2 separate regions of the Gossypium hirsutum genome follow, and region 1 is linked to region 2. The links are chromatin contacts, called in public Hi-C maps. All regions are on one chromosome and are shown on one strand. The core of a region is the stretch at or near the end of the contact, and the rest is flanking DNA. Distances in the headings are between cores, read along the strand shown.

Evidence for each region. A called contact is a pair of places that touch in the nucleus more often than the background predicts.
Region 1: a contact with region 2 is called in a Hi-C map of fibers, with 3 times the contacts expected there. The contact joins the enhancer-like site here to the promoter of LOC107889214 in region 2. A contact is called at or near these places in 6 of 34 Hi-C or Micro-C datasets (callus, fibers and leaf).

The regions. Positions count from the first base shown.
Region 1 is chrD09:38,530,369-38,536,171 of Gossypium_hirsutum_v2.1, reverse strand. It overlaps the pseudogene LOC107899608. Among protein-coding and RNA genes, the nearest start is that of LOC107899692, 26 kb to the left of the region's middle. Within about 2 kb of position 2,366, at least 5 of the 9 cell types and tissues checked have an H3K27ac peak or open chromatin away from gene starts, as enhancers often do. A contact at or near this core is called in fibers, where this site is marked.
Region 2 is chrD09:38,454,071-38,459,908 of Gossypium_hirsutum_v2.1, reverse strand. LOC107889214 (transcription factor LHW) reads left to right here and starts at 1,422. Exons shown (of 10, transcript XM_016813569.2): 1 at 1,422-2,150; 2 at 3,138-3,356; 3 at 3,479-3,560; 4 at 3,911-3,952; 5 at 4,032-4,091; 6 at 4,373-5,838. The coding sequence starts at 2,056.

The DNA of each region.
Region 1 (5,803 bases), core at 1,117-3,616, 75 kb before region 2:
ACCTGGCCTCTTGTGAGCCCTGTTTGTTTGGCAAGTATATGTTTGTCTGAATCTTTAGGATACCTGGAAACAGAAAAAGTTGAAAAGGGATTTGAGCTAAAGGTAATGTATACATGATGATGATGATGATGGTGTAAGAGGGGTAGCACATACGGATGAAGGAAGTGCTCGAAAAGCCAAGCACGAAGAACGGAAACAGCACGTTCAGGTAATCCTCTTTGGGGTCTCCAAGCATTGTGTTGGATCATCCCCAACTGCTGCAACGCTCGCTGTTGTCGGAGCTGATGGTCAACGTACCTTAGTCTCGAACCGTCCACTTTTGCACCTAAGCAATCCTCTTCTCCTAAACTCTTGCTTGTGGCTTTGATTTGTCCTGATATTGCATCTTTCAGACACCTGAATTGCTTCGATATTGTCTTCAAAGCAAGGGCTGTGTAGGATTTTGCTGCGCCCAATCCCGCTGCCTGCTCGAACGAAGATACTACTATGTGCATTTGATGATGGTACTGTCTGTATCTTTGCTCCACCTTCATGTTCGCCGAAATGGAAAATCAGTACAAAATTACATGAAAAAAAAACTTATTTCCATAATTATAATTAAAGATCAACAATGCAAAAAATAAGTACATACACATTAATATTCCAAACATCAGTGGAATAGTTTAGCGAAGTTGAACATTTTGGATAGCTTGATGTGTAAATAATTTTATAAACCATCATTGAAAATAAATTCAAGTGAATTCAATTTTCAAAATTTATGATGTAATGTAAGTGTGTATCAAATACAAATCATATAGTATTAAACAATATCTTATCAGGTACAACAAGATTCAATTAATTAGTTTTTTTTATTTCCCACAAATTTAATTGAATGTATAAATTAAAATATATTATATTTATTTTTTAAAAATTGATTATAGAATTTAAAAACCTTTTAAAAACGTGAAATGTTAAATTTTCTCTAAAAAAAATTATAGCTTGTATTAAGATCAATTAAAATATATTTTAATAATTTAAAAATTATTATAAAAATTATAATGTTTTAGGAATATTATGATCAATTTTTTTAAAAAATAATTAGTATCTGATTTATTATAAATAGATGTCTCACTCCTTAGTGAACATCAAATAAAAAAATATTATCTGTAAAAAAAAGTTAATTGTGTTTTTTTTTTTTGAATTCAGTAGATTTTTTTAAAAAATTCAACAGTATTTTTACCAATTTTTAAAGTAAATAATTTATTAATACAATAAAATTTAAATATGATTTAAAGTAAATAATTGTATTAAACAATATTTATATATTGTTTTATTTTTTTCACTAAACAGTGTTTTTAATTTAACAATGTAATTTAATATTATATTTTGAAAACAAAGGGTTTGAATTAAATATTTAAAGACAACAATTTAATAATAATATAAAATTAAATTAAAAAAATTCAGTAGATTTAGAAAAGATAAACAGTATTTTTTACAATTTTTGAAAAATATTAATTAAAGGTTTAAAATATGTTATTAATTTGTATGTGTGTTTTAATATTTTATTTGACAAAGTTTATTAATATATATTAAAACTGTTGTTAAACATAGGAATATTTTAGTAGTGTTTTAAAAAAAAATTTAAAACCATTATTTGAAGAATTATAATTACTTGTGTAAAACCTATTCAATAAAAAATTAACTCATTGTATAAATAAAAGACTGTTTATAAATTTGTAATAATAATTTTTAAAAAATTTGTATACCATTTATAAAAAATTTAACTTTTTAAAAACGATAAATAACCTCAGGGTTTTAATTTTCATATAGATTTTGTATTTAATTATGTTGTAAAAAAGTTACTTATCTGTTCCGTGAAAATTATTTTGAAACAGTGATATTAATATAATTTTATTTTAAATTTGGAAAATTCTGATGCTACCAAATGTTAAAAATTTGTATTGTGAAGACAAATTGTTTAAAAGCTTGAAATATATATATATATATGGGTATTAGGGTTTAGGTAAAAGTGTTGTAGAAGGAGAACTTGTTCTGTGCATGAACTGGGAGATGAATGATAATCTTCACTAATAGCAGTAAATTTGGCTTTCAAATATAGGATGGAAATTAAAACGAACCTCATCAAGCATACTGACAAGTTTAGCTTTCTTCATCTGCAGCTCCTGTCTTTGAGCTGTGGTGAGCTCAGCTCCACGTTTAGCCCCATTTTCACCAGCGCTTGAACCCTCTCCAGCCACCGATTCTTTGTTCACCTTTATCTTCTCCTCCTTGGTCCCCTCAGACACGTCCGTCTTTATCCCTTTCCCCACATTAACGACTTCATCAAGAAGCTCTTGTGCAGCTCTCAAGTACTTTGATCCCAAAACCACACTCTGAGCCCCATAAATCCCATTCGAAACAACGGAAACCGACGACGGCGAGTTCCCTGATATCCTCACATCTTCACCCAGTGACATAGTAGGAACTTGAGGTTGTCCTTGTATGTCTGTTTCAACATTATTGCTTGACCTATAACCCACTTGTTGGGATGATAGACTCAGGGACAAACCTTGCCTTGGGGACACCACCGGCCGTTGAAACCCCGACTGCGATGCAACATCATGGGACCCACCAGAGTTATCTCCTGTAGCTGCTGCCGACACAACCTGCGGATGGCTACTTCCTGGGGAATTCTGATGATCAACACTTGAACCCCATAAGTTAGAGTGGAAACCGGGGACTACACCTTGAAGGGGGATGGACGGTGGGGATCGTCGGAATTGAGCGGTTTGATGGAGGTGGATGGTGTTGGGAGAGGGAGACCAAGGAAACGCTGATGATGGTTAGGCGGTGGTGCTTGGGGTAAGCTTGTGGGGTTTAAGAAGAACATGTTAGTGGCAGCCGATGGTTGTTGGTGTGTGTCAGCGTAGGGAACGTAGTTGGGGTTCATGAGATAAAGCGTTTGCAACCCATCAGCTGAAGCAGCCTGGAAATCTGAGCTTCCATGAAAGTACGTCGCCATCTCAAACTAAGGTATTGAGATGATAGATTTGATCTTAAAAGTCGTACAAAAACGAAAAAGAAAAATCAAAGGAAAAAAAGATGAGATAAAGAATAAAAATGAAAAGGGAAAAGAATTGAGGAGGGGGAAAGGAAAGCCGTCAAAGGATGTTGCAGAGACAGGCAAAGTACCATATTCCAATCCAATTATGGCTAAAAACACACGAGAGGAGATGCATATCTGTGAGAGTCAGCACACGTTCTGTCTAAATGCCTATCATGGAAGCAAAAAAAAAAAAAAACTATATGTCTTTTTAGGCTTTTAGGTGTATGACTGTATATAGTTTTGCAGATCTTGTCAGACTCAAATTTCTTTGCTATTTTTCTTCCCTTTCAGTTCATAAATATATGATGATAATTGATAATACATAAAAGAAAGAGAAAGAGATGCAAAGCAAAAAAACAACAGAAAATGATACCCACTTTTTCTTTTCCTTTCTTTTTCTCTTTTTTGGTTATTTCCCCTTCAAAAATATAGCTTTGTGCTGGTTTGTGATTGGAGGGAATTTTAATTAAATAAATTTCACTTTTTAATATTTTGTGGTCCCTTTCTTTTCATTATCTTATCGCTCTAATGGTGTTAGGTAACAACAATAGATCATTTTGAAAGTGAAAAAAATAACAGTGGAGAATGCCGCTGGAAAACGAGGAAATGTCCATATTTCTAAAGAAAGGGTTTCTTAATGTACAAATCAATACTGAGGGCGTAAATGAGACACTAATGTTGTACGATACTGGAGTTCAATTCCGTAATCATTGAGTTCGAGACGAATTTCAGTCTAGTGATAATTTGTTTGAATGATTCTCGAATTTTATATTTTTACATTATTAATCTTAAACTTAATTATTGAGTCGAGCTCGAATACGAGCTTAAAAATAAATGTTCACTTGAGCTCGAATAAAGTATCGAGTTTAAAATTTCAAGTCGAGCTCGAACTTGACAATATTCAGATTCGATTCAATTTGATTTGTTAAAGGTATGGTGACACCATGGGCTAATGCTTGCCTTTTTTTAAAGATCTATCTATATATCTCTTTGTCTTGCATTTGCTTAGTTTTTCTTCTTTATTTTACAAAAGGATAGAAAAGGTAGAAGATAAACAGCACTTTGAAAAATTTACACAATTTCATGATCATCTTTGTGTATTTGTTAAGTACTAGACCCCCCCCCCTTTTCTTTTCTTTTTTTGTTTCAACAAGTTCATAATGTCCCAAGGTGGTTTTATATATTTAAATTCTATAATTTAATAAATAAATAAATGAGACACATGATTTCTTAATTTAGTTAAAAATTCCATTGGAAATATATAAAATAATAATCTTAATTAAATTATTTTGATAATTTAAATATTATAATAAATGAATTCCTAATTATTATTAAAACAATTGTGCAGTAGTAAAAAATTAATATTATGTGCTCTTCAATTTTCAAATTTCTTCTTCTTTTCATAATGACTAATAAATTCATCGTAATAGTTTGTAAATAACATATAATTAATATAAATATTATTTATACATGAAACAAAAACTTACTTATTATATAAATAAATAAAATTTTATATTTAAAATTAAATTAATATGCTTTTTTAGGTAATGAAAAATATAGTTTGAAGATAAATTCATTATTTTTATTTTTTTATTGTGATGTTAAAAATTGGAGGAGAAGAAGATTTATAAATTAAGCATAGTTATAGTCAAGAAAAGTCCAGTCAAAGCTTTGACTTGGATTTCAATCAATAGGTGGCCCAACAACACCACACTGCTCATTTCTCCAATAATTATATAAGAAGAACTGCCTTTTTACTAAGAAAAGACCGCTACCAAAATTATTTTCATTTTGCATCATCACTTTCCTCACCTTTAAGTTGATATTTTATAATTTTTTTTATAATTTTACAAATAAAATCTTTTTTTTTCTGAAATTGAACTGTAAATGAAGAATGATTTTCATATAATTTGTAAATAGTAATTATTTACTCTGTTATAATTACAACTTATTTGATTCTACAGATTAAACTTATCCATTTATTAATGGAGAAATTAATTTGATCCAGTCCTTCTATTACCTGGGAGGGAGGTGCTTCATCATTTAGAAATAGATAAAAGGGAACAACTTAAGGACCATTTGAAACATGTTTTATAGCATAGAATTTAATTGGTTAAACAAATTATCTCAACTAATTAACACAGTTCCAAATATGTATTCTATACAATATTTTAACATTAAGAATTAATTTAAACAATAAAATTTTATTTATGAAATTTAAAATTTTGGTTTCTTATGGATAAAACAGAGTAAAGTTTTTATACATTTGGAATTTAATCACTTAATTTTTCAAATTTAAAATATGCAAGTCCAATTATTAACACCATTAAATTTATTCTATTAGATTTGGGTTTATTACATTACTATTTTCTTTGTTACATGGCTCTCATGCAAGTTTCTTTTTATCTCAAAATGTCACATTAGAATTTTTAACAAAAATTTTACTGGTGTTAACAAGTAGATCTGAATTTTAAAATCTAAAAAGTTGCAATTAAATTGTTAAAAAAAAGAAGAAGAGAGGGATTGAATTTCAAATGAAGAGCATAGGGACTTTGGACCCTATTTTAACCAAAAAAATAAATGAACTTGAGTGGGTTAATCTTGAAAATGGATGACAAGTGGACTTGAGTATTAATAATCATCATTAATTAATAAGAATAAAAATAGTGAAAAGGGATTAAGTAAAATTGATTGAAGAGAAGGACGGACTAATTGACT
Region 2 (5,838 bases), core at 173-2,672:
TAAGGCAATGGCTAGTTATTGGTGTTGGTTCCTAAGTAGACTTGTTCATGGGACAGGCTGGAAGATCTGTCCAAAATGTGAGAGGGTTTGAGCAAATATATGTTTGAAAAATGAGCTTAGATAAAAAATAGGGCCCGTTAAAAAAACGAGTTAGGCCTCGGGTAAGATATTTTTGGCCTAGGCCCGACCCAACCCAACTCAACCCAAATTCACTGAAGGAAAAAAAAGCTATTTTTTTGTTTTTTAATGTTATTTTCTTGTTGTTTTCTCCCTATTTTGCTACCATTTTACTATTTTGTTACTACTATTTTGTTGATATTATTTTGATATTGTATAAAACTTGTTTTATTGTTAATTTTGTTATTATTTTAGAGGCATTTGTTAATTCTGTTATTATTTTAGAGGCATTTGCTTGATAAGTTATATCTATCTTAGTGTTATTTAAGTATATATATTTTTTAAAATTCATTTTTAATTTGCTGGAAAATATTTATCTTAATGTTTTTAATATTTTTGATGTATTATATATATTTAAAAATTATATAAAAATAATATAAAAATTAATACGGACGGGCCAAATCGGACTCGGGTTTTAACATTTTTATTCAGGCCGGACTTGGATAAAATTATAGAAATATATTATACCATAAAAAAAGAATACAAATAAACAAAAGAATAAATTTATGAAAGTTGTTTATTATAATTTATTTTTATTTTTAAAATTTATGAAAGTTGTTTATTATAATTTATTTTTATTTTTATTTTTATAATTGAGGATGGAGTTGCTTGGAATCCAACACGATTAAAACATAATACTATTCTCACTACGTTAAAAGATTGTTGGCGTAATTTATTTATTTATTTATATTTTAAAATTAATTTTGAAATTAACTTTTCTTTTGTGAATTTCATCAAATAATTTGGTGTAAATTATTTTTTAAAATATATAATAATGTAACATATATACTTAAATATTTTTATACAGTTTTACATATGCAAAAAATAAAAAATAAAAATCTAGCGGTCACAAAATGTTTAAATACATATGAGATGTCCACATCAAACATTTTGTTAGAATTAACTGAAAGTAAGTTAAACTTAAAGATTGAAATATACATTTCCAAAAATAAAGGGACTTGATATGAACAAATTAATTGAAAAGAATATCAAATTATAATAGAGGGATTAAATTTTCCAAAAGCATATAATACAGGGACCTTATATAGAATTTAACCATATACGAATGATAATATCAGTTTTACGCTCATGGCTCACCTGCAAATTACGAAAGCAAAGAAAGAGAGAAACTTTCTTTTGGTTTTTCCAAAAAAATAAAAATAAAAATAAAGGAAAAGAAAAGAAAATGATTTTAATAATATTATCCAAAAGGTCAGAAGCCGACAAAACTATCCTTCCATCAGGCATCAGTGGCATACCCTGTAAATTTGCCTTAACTCTCTGCTTATGTCTAAAAATCAACCCCTCTGTGGCGCACTTTAGAAGAAGAGAAGAGAAAATACAAGAAAGTGAAAAACCCACAAAACTGAGGAAAGAAAAGCTCTTTCAAGTTTCAACTAAAAATAGTGGAAGGAACCCCAAAATCTCTCTCAACTTCTATTTTTCTGTCTATCATTTGTGCGTGTTGTCTTTTTTTCCTTGTTTTTGGGAGTGAAAAAAAAATGGAGCAAATTTTGGCTATCTTCAAGCTTGAAGCTTGTGGCATCATCTAGGAGAAAAAAAAGTTTTCTTCTTTTGTTCAACTCCGTTTAGTAGTTTTTGTTAAAAGATAATAGTAGGGTTGATGGGGAGAGGTTGCAGGAGGATGATAGCAGGAAATTTGGATCCAGAAAGAAAAAGAAGTGGTGGGTTGAGAACGAAGCAGGCTGGTAGAGGCTCTTGTAGAGGAAGTTAGCTTTAGTTGCTACCCCCCCCTGTTTCTTATAAATGTGGAATATTACAAAGACTGCATTTTGAGTCGTTTTTTGTTGGTTGCTTTGCCTCAATATTATATATCTTTTGGTCTTTGAGAAGAAGGGAAAAAAAAGGAGAAGAGCTATGGGTGGTTTGTTGAAAGAAGCTTTGAAGTCACTTTGTGGGGTGAGTCAATGGTCTTATGCTGTGTTTTGGAAGATCGGCTGCCAGAATACTAGGTAAACTTCTATTCTTTTATTTTTATCCGCTTCATTTATTTGCTTTTTCTTTTTCTTTTTCTTGGGGTTGTTTGCTTGTGGAGAAAAATGAAGGGAAAATAAGAGAAACTTTAGTTTTTTTTCTATGGTGCTGTGCATGATTTTGCTTTGGTTTGGTTGCTCAAGTGAACTAAAGTTTTACTCCATTTGACTTGTATCTTCATTTGGTTTAGCTAATATAGTAGAAACAAAATACCTTCTTTTCCTCTATTTTTGGGGGTTAGATTCCATTTTTAGAATATCTAGCAATTTAAACTGATTTATAGATTCCCCCCTCCCCCCACATGATGGGGGTTAAAAAAGCGAACTTTTTAATAATTTTCTTGGAAACCAAACAGCGGAGGAGATCCACATAGCTGAAAGTGTTTTTCTTGTGTAGTACTGTTTATGGACTCTTGAGGAGCTAAACTTGTTTTAAGACATGTTAAAGTTTGATTTGGTTACTGTTATCTTGTACTTTTTTTTTTTTGATTTATAATCTGATTCTGCTTTTTCTTTTTTCTTTTCTATTTTTGGCACTTTGTGTTTTGGTTTATTCTGTTTTGTCTCAAAGAATCTTAGTGAAAAGTAGATATGTAGTTTAAGCTTGACAAGAAACCTTCTTTGTATTGGACCAATTCACTTCTGAAATCAATTGATTTAGAATTTTGTTTTCCTTTGTTTGATTGAGTAGAATCTGCTATTAGTTGCTTTTGTCATGGTCTGTTTGGCCTCTGGGGAAAATGTAGAGAGATGAAACAATATTAGAAACTTGGACAATGCACCTTTTTGTTACTTTATTTTTGAACTTATTGCTCCCAGTAGGATGATATTCTTGCAGTTAAATGCAACATATATGTTTATTTTCATTTGTTTTCTAAGCTTTTGGCATCATTATTATTGCCTTCATAAAGAAGAAAAAGGTTTTGCCTTCCTGGGCCATAAGTGTGCATATTTTGCACTTTGCAGGTTACTGATTTGGGAGGAATATTTCTATCAACCTGCACCGACTTCAGTCTCTCCATCCATTGTTGGAATTCGGAACCCTGAGTTGTCATTTGGAGAGCGGGAGGGATGCTGGGGTTCAGAAACTTCCTCTCAACTTGGGAGTCAAACATGGGATGACAAAGTCCATTTGCTGATAAACAAAATGATGATAAATAATCGTATTAATATAGTAGGTCAAGGGTAAGTTTTTCTCTACTTTCCAGTTTTCCACTTACAGCTTAATGTTATACTTTTAAGTTCTTTTCCTTATTTACCCCCCAAAAATAAATAAATATTGAGAAACTACTTACTTTGTTTTTCAGGTTAGTTGGCCGAGCTGCATTTACCGGTAATCATCAGTGGATTCTTGCAAATAATTATGTTACAGATGCTCACCCCCCAGAGGTATATTACTAATTGTAGCTTCTGATAATGACTATAACAGATAGTTCCATCCTATTAAGAAGAAATGGTGATTGTACCGTACATGATCAGTGCATGATTCTACATGTACTAGTTTTAAAGAATATCCAGGTTTCCATGCATCACATGTTAAAAGCAACAAACTTTTTTTCTTGTTTTGTGCATCAACTCTTGAGATAACGAGTTCAGATGCAAACTGAATGTGCACGGATAAAATATTTTCTCATGAACTTTGTTTTAACAGGAAGGGTTGAGATATCAGTTATTTTTTAAGCAACAAAACATAGAATGATGTAATTTATTTATTAATTTATTTTTGTGGATGCTTCTAGGTTATGAATGAGGTCCAACTCCAAGTTTCAGCTGGCATGCAGGTTTGATAATTTCTTCAATTCTAGCTCGTTATTTGGGTTTTATCCCTCTGCTTCATTATTTGATTTCTATCTATTGCAGACTGTTGCAGTCATTCCTGTTCTTCCTCATGGTGTTCTTCAGCTTGGTTCTTCCATGACTGTAAGCAGCTTTTGTTCGGTTATTCTAAGATGTTAAGGAACTATACTATATGTGTCTCTGTTCATTTTAATAGGTTTAAATGAGGTTTTTTTAGGTTCCATACTGTATGGCAGTGTCAGATCCAAGGCCCTATAAAGCGATATCATTGCTTTGCATTTTCCCTTTAAATGCAGCTGCTTTTCTCTGATTTTGCTCCTAACTGTGCATGCATGATTTTATAAAGCCAAAAGCATGTTAGTTGTCTTGAAGCTTAAGCATTTATCCTTTTCTTCCTCCTTCAGATTATGGAGAACATGGGATTTCTGAATGATGTGAAAAGTTTGATTCTTGGTTTGGGATGCATCCCTGGAGCACTTCTTTCTAACAACTATGGAACAAATGAATGCATTGAGAAAGCTGGGATTCCCATTTCCTTTGGAAAGCCCATTTCAATGGATTCAGCTGGAACTTGTAGACCTACAACTTCAATGACTTCAGTTTTTGAAGGCTGCAACCAACAAAGCAGTTCATCTCAGGCTTCAAGGATTGTTGGTCAATCATCTTCCCAAGAAAACTTGCAGGGTGCCACTTCAACATCCAGATTACCTGGCCTGATCCAAACTTTGGCTAGATTTAATGCTGATCAATGTGAATCAGATATCTGTCCAGAGATGAAGCCAAATAGAAACTTTAAAAGTCTAATGGACTGTGGAGTTGTTGGTGCTGAAGTAACTCACTCTAACTCAGCTTTGTGGCTGAACCCTCAAGTTTCTTTTTGCAACTCACAGTCTGGGTTCAATTGTCAGCCTATGATTGGTCGATCAATTGCCAGTCATTGTAGCATAAAATCAACGGGGCAACAGGTTTTATCAGATGGCATCCTACAAAATCATGCTGTCAACAGCCCAAAATCAATCCCAGGCACTGTTCCAAACTTGCAAAATCTAGAAGATTGCCCACCCTTGGCAGGGAGCAGGGTTCGGGAAGTTGGTTTGTCTACAGTGGAGGTTCCTTTATCCATGCTGACCGATCAGTTAACAAGTACTTGTATGATTTCAGGAGTTCCTAATCAAGGAGAGGATTCTGAGGATTTTAAGTATACTCCAGCTGATTTGGTTCCAAAGAAAGAAAGCATGAATAATGATTTGTTTGAAGCGCTTAATATTCCATTGCTCCATGCTGATCATGGCATGCCTTTTGCTGAGCAGCTTCCAAATGCTTTTCAAGATTGCCTGATGCATGGAGGTGAAAGTTCGAGTACTAGATCCTTGAATGTTAAGTATGAAGATTCATATGTCCAGCCTCCATCAGGGGATGACTTGTTTGATGTATTAGGGGCAGATTTGAAGAGTAAACTACTCAATGGGAAATGGAATAATATGCTTGCTGAGGGACAAGATTTGAAGATGCAAAATCTGGGTATGGATACTACGATTCTTAGGGATATGCAGAATGTGTTTTCTAGTAATCTTTCTGCTAATGAACAGATTTCTGACCAGGGTATTTACTCTGGGGTGGGAAAAGATCATCTTTTGGATGCTGTGGTTTCTAGTGCCCGTTCTGCTGCGAAACAGATATCAGATGACAATGTGTCCTGCAGGACAACAATGACAAAGTTCAGTAACTCATCTGTTCCTAGTATCTCTGTTATTTCCAATCAAGTGCAAGGGGAGTTGCTTGGTGGCCTTCCTAGTTCTCTATTGAAAGGAGGAACTCTTCCATCAAGTTCTTATCGATCTAGCTGTAGCAAGGATGATGCTGGAGCTTG